Regions from separate parts of the Mus musculus genome. Here region 2 is linked to region 1. A link is a contact called in public HiChIP or PLAC-seq data. All regions are on one chromosome and are shown on one strand. The core of a region is the stretch at or near the end of the contact, and the rest is flanking DNA. Distances in the headings are between cores, read along the strand shown. Region 1 overlaps Ppp1r13l (protein phosphatase 1, regulatory subunit 13 like). Region 2 overlaps Gm19345 (predicted gene, 19345).

The links. HiChIP or PLAC-seq counts read pairs in DNA pulled down with a chosen protein or histone mark.
Region 2: a contact with region 1 is called in an HNF4G HiChIP or PLAC-seq map of pancreatic cancer cells. The contact joins two enhancer-like sites. A contact is called at or near these places in 2 of 115 datasets of contacts at active chromatin or transcription factors (bone marrow-derived macrophages and pancreatic cancer cells) and 1 of 9 other capture datasets (pancreatic islet).

The regions. Positions count from the first base shown.
Region 1 is chr7:19,376,338-19,382,156 of GRCm38.p6, forward strand. It overlaps Ppp1r13l (protein phosphatase 1, regulatory subunit 13 like), which reads left to right. Exons shown (of 13, transcript NM_001010836.3): 12 at 1,151-1,350; 13 at 1,630-2,196. The coding sequence ends at 1,668. Ercc2 (excision repair cross-complementing rodent repair deficiency, complementation group 2) reads left to right here and starts at 5,680. Exons shown (of 23, transcript NM_007949.5): 1 at 5,680-5,722. The coding sequence starts at 5,718. Within about 2 kb of position 2,349, at least 11 of the 459 cell types and tissues checked have an H3K27ac peak or open chromatin away from gene starts, as enhancers often do. A contact at or near this core is called in pancreatic cancer cells, where this site is marked.
Region 2 is chr7:19,853,012-19,858,451 of GRCm38.p6, forward strand. Gm19345 (predicted gene, 19345) reads left to right here. Exons shown (of 4, transcript NM_001270489.1): 2 at 1,931-2,083; 3 at 4,508-4,599; 4 at 4,790-5,344. The coding sequence ends at 4,875. It overlaps Ceacam16 (carcinoembryonic antigen-related cell adhesion molecule 16), which reads right to left. Exons shown (of 6, transcript NM_001033419.2): 3 at 4,808-5,083; 4 at 3,063-3,341; 5 at 561-887. Among named protein-coding and RNA genes, the nearest start is that of Gm19345, 3.7 kb to the left of the region's middle. Within about 2 kb of position 2,885, at least 21 of the 459 cell types and tissues checked have an H3K27ac peak or open chromatin away from gene starts, as enhancers often do. A contact at or near this core is called in pancreatic cancer cells, where this site is marked.

The DNA of each region.
Region 1 (5,819 bases), core at 1,099-3,598:
ACTGTACAGGTGGGGATGGGGCCTGAGGTGCAGGCCCATTCCTGAGGTTGGCTCATGAGTCGGAGACCAGTGGGAGTTATGTATAAAGAACCTGTCTTCAAAAAAGGCCGTGGGGTAGATATAGCTCAGCAGTAGAGTGCTTGCTTAGCATGACTTAGGCCCCGAGTTCTATCCCCAGTTCTGCAGAAATAGGGTGTGGTGGTGCACCCCTGTAATACCACAGCCTGAGAGATGGAGTCAGAAAGACCAGAAGTTCAGGGCTATCCTTGACTATGTACCTAGTTTGAGGCCAGCCTGATATACATTAAGCCCTACCTATCTTTACAAATATGTGTGTGTGTGCATGTGTGTGTGTGTGTGTGTGTGTGTGTATTTCAAAGAGAGAGATGAGGGCCAAACGAGATCATTCAGCAGTGAAAAGCCCTGGCTCTCTTCTAGAGGCCGAGTTCATTTCTCAGCACGGACATGGTGGCTCACAGCTATTTATAACTGGTTCCACGGGATCCAGTGCCCTCTTCTGGTGTGCAGATATTCATGCAAATAAAACACCTGTCTACATAAAATATATAAATAAGCAAACCATTTTGTTTGTTTGTTTTTGTTTTCCAAAACAGGGTTTTTCTGTGTAGCCTTGGCTATCCTGAAACTCACTTTGTAGACCTTGAGATCCTCCTGCCTCAGCCTCTGAGGTCTGGGATTAAAGTTGTGCACCACCACACCTGGCTAATAAGCAAATCATTAAAAAAAAACCAAAAAACAAAAAACAAGAGGGGCTGGGTAGTAGTGGTGTACGGCTTTTGATGCCAGCACTTGGGAGGCAAAGGCAGGTGGGTGTCTGAGTTCCAGGCCAGAGCTAGTTCCAGAATAGCCAGGGCTACATGGAAAACCCTATCTTGAAAAACCAACCTCCAGCCCCCAAAGAGGGAGATGATAGCCAGCCATTGAGTGAAGGTAGGTTGCCCATTTTGACACACCAACAGCCCTCAAATGTTAGAGAGAGCATCTCACTGCTATCCACTGGCAGAGGCAAAAACAGCTTTCCCGGTGTCTCATTTCTGTGCTGGAGCAGGGGCGGCACCTGACCCCATCCTTCCTGTGGCTGCGTTCCTGGGCCCGGTCCTGACTACCATATTTTTTTCTGTGTTTTCAGACGTGGAACAAAGCATGGGACTGATGCACAATGGCGTTGTGTATGCACTCTGGGACTACAGCGCAGAGTTTGGGGATGAGCTGTCTTTCCGAGAGGGCGAGTCAGTCACTGTGCTGCGGAGAGATGGGCCAGAGGAGACTGATTGGTGGTGGGCCTCACTGCACGGCCAGGAAGGCTATGTGCCGCGCAACTACTTCGGGGTGAGCCCAGAGGCTACCTGGCGGGAGTTCCCTATTAATGGGTTGGGCCAAGCTGATCTGTTATCCTAGCACTTTGGAGGCTGAGGCAGGGGGGTTGCCGAGAGTTCAAGGCATGACCTCTTATAGGTTCCCCCACATCTTTCTGCTCTTGCCTGGCTGGTGCTTGTTCTGATGTTTTGATTGGTCCTAGGTGGGGCTGGTGGTTAGATGGTGGCCCCCTTCTTAGGGGTAGGATAGGTGCTGCTGGGCTCCTGGTGTCTGATAGTTCTCTTTCCTTAGCTCTTCCCTAGAGTGAAGTCTCAGCGGAGCAAAATCTAGTAGGCATGAAGGATGATTGTAAAGGAGAAAAGTACAAGCCAGCCCGCCTTCCACCCGGACCTGCCCGATCCAGCTAGCTAATCTGCGCCGCTGCTCTCCAGAGGGCACCGGAAATTCTCTGCTCCCTGAGAGGCTCAAGGGAGGGCGGCCCCAGACTGAAGATTAGGAAGCTGCCTTAAGCATTGGGGTGAGGTGGGGCTGGGGACCCTTGCAGGCAAGATCTCCCACCCTGCCCCCAACATACCCACGTGCCCAGTCAGATCTGGTTTTAAGTGCCTCCTACTGGCAGCAAGCCACTGCACTATCCTAGCTGAGCCAGGGAGGCTACCCACCCCTTCATTTCTCTCTGAGTCCTTTCCTCCTCTCTCCCAGAAGTCCCCATTCTGCTCAGCAGCCCCCATTCTTCCCAGAAGCTTAGGGCCTGTGTGAGGACCCCATGTCCCCAACCAAGTGCCTTCATACCATGTGGCTTAATGTTTATAATGACATGGGAAACATTTCCTTTATAAATAAAGGTTGTTTACCCAGAAATGAACATCATTTTGATTCTGTTCAGACAACATGACTGCTGTCCGTGTTGGTTAGTTTTCATCAACTTGACACAAACCTAGACACAAACCTAGACACAAACCTAGACAGAATAGTTCTCACAGGTTTGTCTCACGCATGAGTCCAATACTTTAATTTTCTTGTTAGTTTTGTGAGTCAGCGTCTTGTTATGTAGGCCGTGGCCTGGAACCTGCTTTTTCCTCTCAAGTGCTGGCACTGAAGATGAACACCACCATGTCCAATCTTTTTTATTTAGAAACAGGATATTATGTTTGGTTTAGGTGAGCTTTTTTTTTTTTAATTTTTTATGTATTTATTTATTTATTTTATGTATATGAGTACACTAGGGCATTGGATCCACATCATAGGGCTGTGAGTCACCATGTGGATGCTGGGAATTGAACTTAGGACCTCTGGAAGAGCAGCCAGTTCTCTTAACATCTAAGTCATCTCTCCAGCCCGTTAGGCGAGCTTTAAACCTGAAATCCTGTGTCTCTGACCCTGTAGGAGCTTGAAGGGACGGATAGGTGCCACCATGATCAGCTACTATTAATTATTAATTAGTTAATCTAGCAAAAAAAAAAAAACAAAGAAAGCCATCTTAATCGTGTGACATTAGCAAGTCATACAAATAAAAAGGGACCAGTGAATAGAATTGTTTAAAAAGGGAAATAAAGAAAGAAAAATAAAAAGGTCTGGTTCCACCTCCCCCAAGCCCATCTTCAGGGTCCTAACATGAGGTTTAAGTTTAGAAAGCAAGAGGTATGTATTATTAGCCAAGCAGTGGTGGCGAACATCTTTAATCCCAGCACTCAGGAGGCAGAGGCAGGCAGATCTCTGTGATTTCAAGGCCAGCCTGGTCTACAAAGCAAACTGCAGGACATTTGTAACATGAAATCCAAGAGCTGCCAAGATGGCTCAGCAGGTAAGCACACTTGCCAAGCCTGCAGCCCTCGTTCAAGCCTCAGGATCCAAGGAATGATGGAAGGAAAGAAGCTATTCCTGAAAGTTGTTCTCTGATAAGCACAGCGAATGCGTATGGAGCAAATACATAAATAAAACCATGTGGCTAATACATTTTTTTTAAAAAGGGTAATTTAAAAAAGAAAGAAAATGGGGTTGGAATGACAGCTCGGTGATTAAGAGCTGTCTTCAGACACACCAGAAGAGGGCATATTGGATCCCATTACGGATGGTTGTGAGCCACCATGTGGTTGCTAAGAACTGATCTCAGACACTCTGGAGGAGCAAGCAGCCAGTGCTCTTAACCGCTGAGCCATCTCTCCAGCCCCAGCTTTGAACTCTGTCTCTTTTTTTAAAGATTTATTTATTAATTTTATTTATGTGAGTACACTGTAGCTGTCTTCAAACACACACCAGAAGAGGGCATCAGATCCCATTAGAGATGGTTGTGAGCCACCAGGTGGTTGCTGAGAATTGAACTCAGGACCTCTGGAAGAGCAGCCAGTGCTCTTAACCACTGAGCCATCTCTCCAGCCCGAGGGCACTGTTACTCTTGCAAAGGATCTGGGCTTGATTTCCAGCACCTGCGTGATGGCTCACAGCCACCAATAGCTCCAGTGTCAGGGGATCTGATGCCTTCCGACCTCTGAGGGCACCAGGTACACACTTGATGCACATACATGCATGGGGCAAAACCCTCACACACACATCAAAAATAAAATAGTTAATTCAAAAAGAAAGAAAGGGGGCTGGAGAGATGGCTCAGTGGTTAAGAGCACCGACTGCTCTTCTGAAGGTCCTGAGTTCAAATTCCAGCAACCACATGGTGGCTCACAACCATCTGTAATGAGATCTGACACCCTCGTCTGGTGCATCTGAAGACAGCTACAGTGTACTTAGTATAATAATAAATACATCTTTAAAAAAGGAAGAAAGGAAGCCGGGCGTGGTGGCACACGCCTTTAATCCCAGCACTCGGGAGGCAGAGGCCGGTGGATTTCTGAGTTCGAGGCCAGCCTGGTCTACAAAGTGAGTGCCAGGACAGCCAGGACTACACAGAGAAACCCTGTCTTGAAAAACCAAACCAAAAAGAGGAAAGAAAGAAAGAAAGAAAGAAAGAAAGAAAGAAAGAAAGAAAGAAAATAGCCAGACATTATGGTATGCACCTTTAATCTCAGCACTCACTCCGGAGGCAGAGGCAGGCAGGTCTCTGTGAGTTCAAGGCCAACCTTGTTTATAGTGTGAGATCTAGGACAGTGTCAGAACTAAGTAGAAAGACTCTCTCAAAAAGAAAAGGGACTGGAGCTCAGTGATTAAGAGCACTGACTGCTCTTCCAAAGGTCCTGAATTCAAATCCCAGCAACCACATGGTGGCTCACAACCATCAGTAATGAGATTGGATACCCCCTTCTGGTATATCTGAAAACAGCTACAATGTACTTATATATAACAAATAAATCTTAAAAAAAAAAAGAAAGAAAAGAAAGGATGAAATGAAGGGAGGAAGGACTAAAAGGTGATATTTGAGCAAGAATCCAGAGATATGAAATAACTGACAGCATTGTCCAGCCCTCAGGTGGGTTAGCCACAAGCTGGGGCCAGCCACCCAGGCTATAGAGTGAGCTCCGGACCAGCTTGGGTTACATAGTACGACTGTCTACTGAGGCCTGTACCTCATGAGATGGCTCATGAGGTACAGGCCTTTTGACCTGAGTTCGATTCCCACACATAGTGGAAGGAAAGGACTGAACCAAATTCTGCAGGTTTCCTCTTCCTTCCACAGGCCAGAGGTATTGGATTCCATGGAGCTAGCCCTAAAGGTGATCGATCATAAGCTGCCTGATTTGGGGGGTGGGAGTGGAGAGTGGGGCGGCTGGGAACCCTGCTCCTCTTCAAAATCAGAAAGTGCTTTTAACTACTGAGTGATTCCTCCAGGCCCTTAATTAATGAAGTTTTGTTTGTTTGTGACCTATGCTTTAACGTCTGAGCCATCTTTCCAACCCATATTAATAAATGCTTAAAAACACGTGCTAGGCAGGGCAGTGGTGGGAAGCAGAGGCAGGTGGATTTCTGAGTTCGAGGCCAGCCTGTACTACAGAGTGAGTTCCAGGACAGCCAGGGCTACACAGAGAAACCTTGTCTCGAAAAAACAAACAAAAAAACAAAAAAAAACACCCGAAAAACAAAAAAATCAAGACGGTCTCCAATTTCTCTGTTATTCTCTCTTAAACACTATTTTCACGACTTGGACAACCAGAACAGAACCTGGAGGAGCGAAGCAGCAATGAACTCTATCGATTCTCTCGACTCTCTTCTTTCTGTGTTCTGCTCGAAGTCCTCGGCGATCCTCAGCGATGCCTCGGGCACCACTTCTCTCCGAAGTCCGCCCTCTCACCGCCATGCGCACGCGCCAATTTTCCGATTGGCAGAGTGACGGGAGGACTCGGCCAATGGCGTCCCGAGGAAGGTGTGTCTCTGGGTCACGCCCCCTCGTTGAATATTCAGGAGCGGGCGTGTGGACGCCGCGATCAGCCGCCATGAAGTGAGATGGGGTCTCTGAAAGAGCGGGCGGCTCTGCGGTGGGCAATGGGGCGGCGGGTGGGCGTCGCCGGGGCTGGGGCGCGGCGTGGAGAGGCTGC
Region 2 (5,440 bases), core at 1,635-4,134, 480 kb after region 1:
TGGAGGAGACATGGTGCCTGATTCTGGGAGCTCCCAGTCTGATGGAGGAGACACAATTTTCAGTCTGATGAGAGAGACATGGTTTTCCACTGTGGGAGCCCCCAGGTTGATAGGGGAGAGGTGGTTCCCAACAGAGAACTCTGATGGAAGAGGCACACCTAGCAGCCTGCATCCTAGTGTACATTCAGGTTGGGAGAGCTCTGGTGTCTGAAGGTGGAAACTTCTTGCCCTCATGCCATGTCTTATGGGGGAGGAAAACACCTGCATTCACCCCAGCTCCCCAGTGTGGTGGAAGAGGCTAGATCCCCATGGTTTAGTTTCCACTCACCTAATGAGAAAAGATGCCCACCCTCACTTGACACCCCTTTTACGGTCTATATATCCATATGGAAGGCGTATACCTTGGTGGACGTCATCGTTTGAGAGGCAAGGCAAACGCCCACATGGGGACACTCAGGTCAGATGGAAGAGGCACATGCCTGTGTCCCACAGGCATGTGAGGGAGGAGAAGGACATCTTTGGGTGCCCCCCCCCCATCCCATCCCACACTGCTCACTCACGGGCCACCTGTAGCTCCACCTCCAGAGTGTCGGTCTTGCCCTGCAGTGTGACGGTCTTGAGTGTGTAGCGCCCGGCATCAGTGAGGTTCAGCTTTTGCACCAGCAGTGAGCAATTAGCGAAGCCCACCTCCCGGCCTGTGTGCGCCGGGCCAGCGATCCAGTTCCCTGACGGCAGCTGGCTGAGCAGTCGGTTGGGTTCCGAGGCAGGTCCACGATACCAGGCATAGACTAGCAGGTCCTTGGGGTAGCCCTGGACAGTCAGGGTCACGTCCTGGCCCTCCGTTGGCTTAGTCGGTACAGGAACGATCATCATGGCTACAGCTGCCGCTGGGGAGAGAACCACCGCCACAGTCAGCCAGAACGGCTTGAGTGTGGTGTGGAGTCCTCCCCCTCCCTTGGCCAGCTCCCCCACTGATGCTTCTCCCCATGAGGTGCTGGGGAGGAGACAGAGGATGGAGGTGATTTCTAGGGTGATCACATAGACTCTCTTTCTCAGATGCCAGGAAGACATCTCTCCTGTTTAAATTTCAGCCTTGGATGATGGTACAGGCCCTATGTAATTAATTGAAAGACCCCACAGGGTCTGGCCATGTCTCCTCCATCAGGGTAGGAAAAAAAAACCTCTGGGGACCATGCCTCCCCTATCAGACTGGAAATTCTAGAATATGGGGCTGTGTCTCCCCCATCAGATGGTTGGAATGTCTCGTCCACATAGTGTCTTTTCTGTGAGAGCAGCAGACCTAAGAATATGGGAGGTGACAACTCCTCCATCAGATTAGACGACTCTAGGAGAGATGAAGCTGTGCATCCTGTATCACATGGAAAATTCTCACAAGGTGTGGATTGTGTCTCCGCCATCAGATTGGGACATTCTAGATTTTTCAATCAAGTTTGGGACCCAAGATTAAGATTCCCTAGAAGGTGGGAGTTTCTGTCTCCTCCATCAGACTGAGAAATTGTGGACTATTGGGAGTGGAACATTCTAATCAAGTTGAAGATGCCCAAAGTTGGGAATAATTGTCTCTGATAGAAAAATTTCATAGAAAGTGGGAAGATTGTACTCCCCCATCAGATTTGACATGTTCCCAAAGTGGGACTTGTGTCTCCCCCATCAGACTATGAAATTTAAAGTAGTGTCATGTCTCCTAATGACCTGGAAATTCTTTCACCTTGTGCCTCCTCCCTTTGACTAGACAGTTTTATGTCTCCCACACCAATGCCAGGGAGCCCAGAGAACGTGAGGCATTGCCTCTTCTCTTTGATTGGCAGCTTCACTGATCCCTCTGAGGTCAGAGAAAGACCATGCCTCCTCCATCACCTCAGCTTGTTTCCCAGGTGGGATAACAGCCATGTCTCTGTCTCGATCTCAGCACCTGCCACAGGATTCCTGGCAGCTTTTGGGGAAGCAGTTTTGGAAGTGTTACATTAGGCACAGCCTGCACCTACCTTCAGACCTTGGATACCCCCCATGTTGGCCCTGAGGTCATCTGGTCCACCCTGTTTCCAGCCAAGGTCCCTCACAGGTAAGACAGGAGGCACACTTACCTTTGCGACAGTCATCTTTGCTCTGCGTGAAAGAGGGTCCATCCCCACCCTTTGCATGAGACCCAGCCTGTTAGTGGAGGAAGAAGGGAGGGAGGAGGGGGTGGACGATTCCCACTGTCCCCAAGGGACAATGGCCATTTGAGAAGAAACCCAGCTAGAATGAATGAGACATTTTTTCCCCCTTGAGACAAGGTCTCATGTAGTCCAGGCTAACTTTGAACTGTCTGTGTAGCTAAGGATGTCCTTGAACTCCTGATCCTCTTGCCTACACCACTATACATCTGCTGTAAAATGAGAACTTGATGTTCAAAGCCGCTATTCTTGGGGCATGAGCTCTGTTCCCTCAGCACCACAACCCCCCATGCATGGAACAGAGGTGTGAAGAAAGTGCTTCTGGTGTGTGGTTTTCCAGCTGTGGTGTGTGTGTGTGTGTGTGTGTGTGTGTGTGTGTGTGTGTGTGTGTGTGAGAGAGAGAGAGAGAGAGAGAGAGAGAGAGAGAGAGAGAGAGAGAACACTCGCATGGGCACTCGAGCATGCCCACATCCTATCTAGACTAATTGATGCACACAATCTAGTTGGCAGAAGGTTTGTGTGCCTTGGGTTGGGCAGGGCTCTCAGCAGCGAGTGCCTTTTTACTATGTGGGGCAATTACATGGAAGGACAGGGACCCTGGTGTCCCACTCTGTCACCCCACAAGATGGGGACTTGGGCTCATTTGTCACTCCGTCTGACCTCAAGGCAGAGGATATGAGTCACCATTTCTTTCCTATGCAATAGGCTTTGCCTGCCTCTTTCCGCACCTAGACAAGACAGGGCAATCTGATACGCCACCGTGTCACAACTGGCCAATGAGTGTGCTGGGAATCCAATTATTTTCTGGAAAATGGCAGCCCAGTCAGCAAAGGCCAGCTGGGCCTCTCTAGAGAGCAGGTGGCTATCAGGCTGGGGCTGACTCACCGGACAGCTTGACTACCACTGAGGCAGAGCCAGACAGCAGCGTCTTGGAGTTCTTAGCGATGCACGTGTACGTGCCCTCATGGGCTGCAGTCATACTGCTGATGTTCAGGTGATCCTGGCCATTCTTCAAGGCCTTTCCATTGAAGGCCCACACGTACTCTGGCTCAGGGCAAGACCGCGCCACACACCACAGGGTGAGGGACATGTTGAAGTCCACTTTAATAGTGCAGCCCGTGCGGGTGGTAGAGTCTTGAAGGATAGCTACTCGTTCAGGGCCGACTGTAGGGCAGGAGGGAGAGACACAGGAGGGGCAGGAGTGGGGTTGGAGGGGACAGAGGCATGCACCTCAGGTCTTCAATCTACCGGATTGGGTCCCTGGGGTTGGCAGGGCTGAGTAGAGGGCAGAAAGAACTTGAGTCTTTCCCAATCACATCTTGACTTCTACCACTGCAATCTTGAGACTCACTTCCCCTCCCGTGAGAACTTGGTTTTTGAGTTTTTTGGTTTTTTGGGTTTTGGTTTGTTTTTTCTTTTGTTTTGTTTTTATCTGTAAAAAAAAAAAAGAATGTGTAGAGCTGGGTGGTGGTGGCACATGCTGTTAGTTCCAGCTCTTGGGAGGCAGAGGCAGGTGGCTCTCTGAGATTAAGGCCAGCCTGGTCTACAGAGTGAGTTCCAGGAGAGCCAAGGCTACACAGAGAAACCCTGTCTCAAAAAAACAAAACAAAACAAAACAAAAACAACCAAACAAAAAGAACCCATGCTTCTAGGTTCTAGGCTTCTTGGGCTCTAGAAATCTTCACCTCTGAGGTTCTAGACTCTCAGATGTTAGAACTTGATTCTAGGGCTCTACTTCTTGTGATTTTAGGCTTGGCAGTCTAGACTCTGGTTCTAGAGTTTCCGGCATCTGGAATACTCTGGTAGTAGGATTCTAGAATTTTAGTTTCTGTACACCGGCCTTACTTTTGAAATTACTGCTATTATTATTATAATTATTATTATTACTTTTTTTTCCTTTGAGAAAGAGCCTCATTATGTAGCCCTGGCTGACATTGAACTCACAGCAATTCACCTGCCTCTGCCTCCTGGATTAAAGGGGTGCCCCACCATGGCTAGGCAACCCCATCATTTGTATTCTCAGGATTTGACACACACAGCTGCTGGCCCAGGAAGTACTGTGTGTTTCTTGTGATGAGCTTTTGTGATGTCCCCGCTGAGCCCTGGGTTCCAATGATGGTTAATGACCCTTTCCAAGCTCAGTGTCCTTGTGTCCATGCTATCCGTTTCCTTAGGCATCTTTCCTTTTTCCTATTTCTTTTCAGACAGGCCTCCATGTAGCACAGGATGACCTTGGACTTAACATGTAGCTGTTGGGGAAGGGTGCTCGGGATCCTGTCTCCATTTCCCTAGGGCTCAGAGGATTGCTGTGCATTTTTGTGGTGTTGCAGATGGAATTTGGTGCACGCCAGACATATGCCATGGCCTGGTCTTCCCTCCACCTCAGGATCTTCCCTCCACCTCCGGATACCTGGGATGGCAGGTGTGTACTCCCTCTCTCATCTACAGGGTCCTACATCGACCTGGATGTATTAGCCATAACCCGTACTTTCATAAAGTAGGCAAGTATATTTTTAGAGGGGCCCTGGCTCCTTCCCCAGCTTGCTTGCTGACTTGCTGTGTAACTGTGGACTTCTCGTCGTGGGCCTCAGTTTCCCCATCTGTGATACCAGGTGCCTTGGAAGACTCACAGTATACCGTCAAGTTCAGTGGCTCGCTGCGGCTGACGCTGACGGGGTTCCACACCTCGCACTGGTAGGCACCTGCCTCCTCCCTGCGGACGCCATGCCGGGTCAGCATCCTGCCATCGGGGGACATGCCCAAGCGGACGGCAACTGGCAGAGCGTCACCATTGAAGAACCAGCGGACCTCAGCGGGGCTGGGGCTGCTACAGACGAGACGAAGGGTATCCCTACGCTCCACCAGCGCAGTGTCGTTGGCCATGACCGTGGGAGGGGCCAGGATCTCTATGGGCGGAGCGAGAGACAGAGGGGGAGGGGAGGGGCACCTCCTGTCCCCGGGCAAGAAGTACCACCAAGCTGTACTTCTGTACCCCCGAGCCATAGTGACAAAGAAGGGCTTTGGAAGACAGTTATCATCCTGGAAGCCAGAATGGAGAAGGTGAGCATTTTTGTGTTGATTTAGGCACCCCCACACCCAACTGTAAAAGCATCTTTAAGAGCTGGCAAGATGGTTCAGTGGGTAAAAGTGCTTGCCACCAAACCTGATGACCTGAGTTTTGATCCCTGGGTTCCACAGGGTAGAAAGAAAGAGCTGACTCTCCGAAGTTGTTCTCTGACTTCCACGTGTATACTGTCACACAC